2 separate regions of the Pan troglodytes genome follow, and region 2 is linked to region 1. The links are chromatin contacts, called in public Hi-C maps. All regions are on one chromosome and are shown on one strand. Each heading gives the region's core, a stretch centred on a gene start, on an enhancer-like site or on the middle of the called end of the contact. The rest is flanking DNA. Distances are from core to core; before and after follow the strand shown.

The links. A called contact is a pair of places that touch in the nucleus more often than the background predicts.
Region 2: a contact with region 1 is called in a Hi-C map of stem cell-derived neural progenitor cells, with 5 times the contacts expected there. The contact joins the promoter of GBX1 here to the enhancer-like site in region 1. A contact is called at or near these places in 3 of 7 Hi-C or Micro-C datasets (induced pluripotent stem cells and stem cell-derived neural progenitor cells).

The regions. Positions count from the first base shown.
Region 1 is chr6:166,141,402-166,143,953 of NHGRI_mPanTro3-v2.0_pri, reverse strand. All of the region lies in intron 9 of AGAP3 (ArfGAP with GTPase domain, ankyrin repeat and PH domain 3), which reads right to left. Among named protein-coding and RNA genes, the nearest start is that of AGAP3, 40 kb to the right of the region's middle. Within about 2 kb of position 1,278, at least 8 of the 24 cell types and tissues checked have an H3K27ac peak or open chromatin away from gene starts, as enhancers often do. A contact at or near this core is called in induced pluripotent stem cells and stem cell-derived neural progenitor cells, where this site is marked.
Region 2 is chr6:166,182,579-166,185,130 of NHGRI_mPanTro3-v2.0_pri, reverse strand. GBX1 (gastrulation brain homeobox 1) reads left to right here and starts at 1,276. Exons shown (of 2, transcript XM_001138059.7): 1 at 1,276-1,828. The coding sequence starts at 1,291.

The sequences.
Region 1 (2,552 bases), core at 29-2,528:
GGAGGTGCGAGCATGCGGGCTGGGAGTTGAAGTACATGGCCATGTGCAGACACATCCTGCTACCTGGCCCCCTTGGCCTGGGAGACCCTATCCTCAAAAGGGGTTTCTGAAAACTAGCGGCACTAAGGGGACCTTCCACAAGGCAAGCGGGCCCTGCCTCGTGGTCTGCGAAGGAGTCTTCCAGGTAGGCTGGGCCTTGGTGACCTGCCTCTGGGTGTGGTATTCCTGTCACTGGCCAGGGGCCAGGTGCACTGAGAGCTCAGAAGCAGTCAGCTGTTCCCCCTCCCGCTGCGACCAGCCATGGCACTAGCGTGCTCGAAGGCTCTAAGTCCCTCAGCTCTGGAGATGCCTTGGAGTCATCCCCAATACCCCCCGCCCCGCCCCCAGCACACAAACCAAAGAAATAACCAAGTGTGAGGGATGGACCCGGCTCCCCGCCCCCGTCCCGACTCCCCTCACCCCACTAGGCGTGCTTCCCTCTCCCAGCCTCTCCCAGCCTTTCCCAGCCTTCAGCAGGAGACTCCACGGCCGGCCCCGCCCCGCCCCGCCCCGCCCCGCTCCGCTCTGCTCCCATCTCCAGCGGCCTGGAAGGTGGAGCCCCTCAAGGCCTGCACTGCGCGCGGTTTCTCCGACAGGGCGGGAAGGGGTCTCTGCACCTCCTTTCCGACACAGACACGTGTGGCTCCTCCCTCCTCGCAGAGAATGTGATCGGGGAGGGGGTCCCTCCTCCACCCTGAACGCCCCCGTCCTCGGCAACGCCCTCCCCAGTCGGAGGCGAGGGAGCCGCTGTAATGACGCTCGTTAGCCGGGGGCGCGGGCGGAACGACCCGGCCGCTCAGCCCCGCCCCACCCACCCGCCCGCTCCCGGGAAGCGGACAGGAGGAAACCCGCCTAGCCCGTGCCTCTTCCCACTCCCTCTCCAAAGAAGCTACAGGGGTTCCTGCTCCCTCCCCGGCCGGCCGGCTGCGCACGGCGGAGCAGGAAGCAATCTGGGGCGGAATGGGAACGGCGCAGAGGCGCGGAGGCGACAGCCCCCAGAGGACCCGTTCCCGCCGCCGCCTCCCTCCCAGCTCCGCCAGCCGACTTAATTGCGGAGTCCGGATTGATTGGGAATGCAAATGGCAACTGAAATGCAATCTCCACTCCCAGCAGGAGCTGGGGGGGAGGGGAAGGAATAGAACCGGGAGAACGGGACAGGAGGGCGGAGCAAGGAGGGGCTGCAGATCTGGCGGGGCTGGACCGGCGGCAGCGGGGAAGCGCCAGGAATGGCCACCAGGCTGGAAGAAGAGAACGGACGCGCCCCGCCCCTAGCGAGCGATCGTTACAGAACGGGAAGGAGCGGGCACCCCCTAAAGGGTGTCACTGCATCAGGCACAGGCCTCTGACACCTGCCCCCAGCTGGCGGCACCACTCTGGGCTGTGCAGCTAGAGGGCCTTCCTACTGATCGTCCCTGAGATTTAGGGGTGAAAACACCCAAGTGACCTACTAACTCTAAGACTGGACCAGAACCCCAGGTTCAAGTTCACAGGGCTTCCTCCCCAACCCAACATCTCTCCTTCCTTCCCATGTGAGGGATTCAGGGAACAAATAAGTCAGCCCCTGATGACCAGTGAGGAAAGGGAGCACGTAGGACCCCAAGGAAAGTGGTCCCATTTTCGTAGTGAATTCGGTGAAGTGTGTCTACACACCCACTCACCGCCCACGCCCTCCCTTGCACTCCCCATCTCCAAGCAGGGAGCTGAGGAGCCTACGCCCAAAGCAGAGGGCGTCACCTAGCAGGGTCCCCCACAAAGGAGGTGCCCGGAGAGAGGGGATCAAAGGAGCAACAGGTTTGTGCAGGGTCTGTCCTGCACAAAGACACACATACACACGCACTCCGCGAACGAACAGGGAAGCCTCTGGCTGCTGTCACTGTGCTCTTGGCTTTCCAGGGGGCCCCCCAGTAGTCTGGCCCAACTGGGGTGGTCACTGCCAGACATAAATGCAATGAACATTTCAAGAGAGGGGTGAGTGGAAACAATACGGATCACCGCATGGGACCCTGTGGGACCCTGCCCTCTGGGACACTACTCTGCTTGGAACTCTTCATTCTAAATGGACTTTCGCTGGGGGTCAGAAACCCCTAGCCTTAACGAATGAATCCTGGTCACACCGACTGGCCCCTCCCCACAAGCAGTCACACTGCCCATGAGTCCCAGCCCAGGAGAGCCACACCTGACGGCAGGCCTTGCCACGCCGGGCTCAGGGGCTCTGGCCACATGAGCCTCCTCTGTGGTCAAAACTTGGCAGTACGGCTGCCTATGTACATGGCCTCTCCAACCACCAGATCCCAAGAAATTCTGTGCCAAGTGCCCCCGTTCTTATGGGCACCCCAGCTCCTCAGGCTCTTGCCCACACACCAAAGACATGCCTCCCCATCCACCCCAGCTGCTCTGGCTCAACACATCAAAGAGACGCCCTCCGTGGGGCAATGCCGTGTCCACTGCAGGAATCCAAGACCGGAGGTGTGGAAGAAGGCAGGCCCAGGGCCCCCAGGACTGACTAGAAAGGA
Region 2 (2,552 bases), core at 27-2,526, 41 kb before region 1:
AGACAAGAGATAGACAGACAGACAAGAGATACAGATAAAGGAAAGACATGAGAAAAATCGAGTAAGAGGGACTGGGATAAGGAATGAGAGATGGGAAAGAAATAATCAGAGGAATAGGAATAGAAACGAGGACGGGAAAGGGAAGAGGGGTGGGAGGAAGAAAAAGAATGTAAAGGACGGGAGAAAGATGGAGGGGAAAGGTCAGAGGAATGGTAAGTACTTGGCATAGTGTGGGCACTCAAGGAAATTACCCACCGAGGCAAGAGAAAGGGACTAGGGGAAGTTGGAGATGGAGGAGGGAATGAGGAAGACGGTGAAGAGCCAATGCCAAGAGAATAGAGACCAGAGGCCAGAGTGCGAATGGGGCAGATAGGAGGAAAGGGGCCCCCGTAAGAGTGGCCCTAAGCCGCAGAACCGGGCGGGCCCAGCGCGCCCCCTGTCGGCCCCGCCTCGCCTCCCTCAGCCCCGCGCTCTCGCTGGAGGGGGCGGTGGCCGTGCTGTCCCGCCCGTCGCGCCGGAGCTTGCTCTGGGGACCGCCACAACGTCCGCTCCACGGGCAGGGGAGGGGTGTCGGAGCTGGGAGGCACGCCGGGGAATGACTTGGGGCCCGAAGGAGGGCGGCGGCCCGGAGCAGAGGGGTGCTGAGGTCCGGCCCCGCTGCCTGTCCCTGCTGGTGCGCCCTCTCCGCCTGCCGCCCGGTGTCCCATCCACGCTCGGCCCCGCCGCCCCATCGGAGCCTGGGCCACCTCCCGCTTGCCCTCCTAGCCGGGCGGAGCCCGGGCCAGGTGGGCTGAGTTGGGGGGGTGGACTGGGTGGAGGGAAGGGGACCGGCCCAGCAGCTGCCGCCGCCTTCTCGTCGGCCGCAAACTTTCACAAAGCGGCGTGTCCGGCCTCATCAATCTCCATTAATAATAGTTGGTTGGGCCGCGGGGGGCGGGTGGGGGTCCCGGGCCGGCCGGCCGGGCCGCTGGGAACGGGCTCTGCGGAGGGAGCGGGAGCCGGGCGCGGCGGCGGCGGCGGGCGGAGGGAGGAAGTGAAGCGTAATTTGAGGAAGATGGATGAGTCCGGAGGGCGACACCCCCAGCCCGCCCGCTCGCCCGCCCCCTCCCTCCTTATGAGAGAGAGGGAGCGCGGCGCCGGAGCCACACTGCGCCGAGCCCGCGCCCCGCCGCCACCTCGGCCCGGGAGCCAGGGAGCGAGCCCTGCGTGTCCGCGCGGGGCGCCCGAGCCGCGGGGCGCACGGAGGCGCCCAGAGAGGAGCGCCCCGGGGCGGCCGCAGCTCCGAGCAAGATGCAGCGGGCCGGAGGCGGTAGCGCCCCTGGGGGCAACGGCGGGGGCGGCGGCGGGGGCCCGGGCACTGCCTTCTCCATCGACTCCCTAATCGGGCCGCCGCCGCCGCGCTCCGGCCACTTGCTGTACACCGGCTACCCCATGTTCATGCCCTACCGGCCGCTCGTGCTGCCGCAGGCGCTGGCCCCTGCGCCGCTGCCCGCTGGCCTCCCGCCCCTCGCCCCGCTAGCCTCTTTCGCCGGCCGCCTTACCAACACCTTCTGCGCGGGGCTGGGTCAGGCTGTGCCCTCGATGGTGGCGCTGACCACCGCGCTGCCCAGCTTCGCGGAGCCGCCCGACGCTTTCTACGGGCCCCAGGAGCTCGCCGCCGCCGCTGCCGCCGCCGCCGCCACTGCCGCCCGAAACAACCCCGAGCCAGGCGGCCGACGCCCAGAGGGTGGGCTGGAAGCTGATGAGCTGCTGCCGGCCCGGGAGAAAGTGGCAGAGCCCCCACCACCTCCGCCTCCGCACTTCTCAGAGACTTTTCCAAGTCTGCCCGGTAAGTGCTAGGGCCGACCAGGGCTGGCGGGAGGCCGGTTCACCTGGAAATTCCAGACAGGAACCTGCTCGGAACCTCGGCACCTGCCTGGAGCCTTGAAGTCCCAGACCTTTAGATCGCGCGCAGGTTCTGACTCCAATTCAGTTCCAAATACAGCCTCTTTAGATTCCAGAACCCCCGCCCTGCTCTGTCCCCATAGCCCTGAAGGCTAACCGAAGACTTTGCAGTGCTACCTTCACATTAGTGCCTTTCCCTCGGCATCCTAGCCATCAAGCCTTGGCCCTGTCTCCTTTTCAGAATTCCTTCATTTTTTTCCTCCTCTGTCAGGGGTAGACAAGCTACAAGGATGGGATTTCCGGGGGCACCAAGATGGGGGTATGTTGAAGCAGCTGTCAGTTCAGCAATGGAGGGCATGTTCTGGCTTCTAAGGAGATCATACTGACCCTAAAGGCTCAAAGGATAGGAATAGGCTCTGTGGATGCAGGGGCAAAAAGAGTGTGGGGGGGGCGGGGTGCGTCTCAAAGCCGTGACTTCTGAATTGGCAGATTCAGAGCTAAGCCTTGAAGAACTGAGTAGGGGGCCAAAGAGAACATTAGCTACAGGAGGCCTAGCACACGCTGGACAAGTGCTGACTAGGAGACCAAGAGAGAGGCTAAAGGCTGGGCTGAGTTGGGTGTGGCCCAAAGATCTAGGGTGCAGAACCCAGCTAAGATTCAGCTGACAG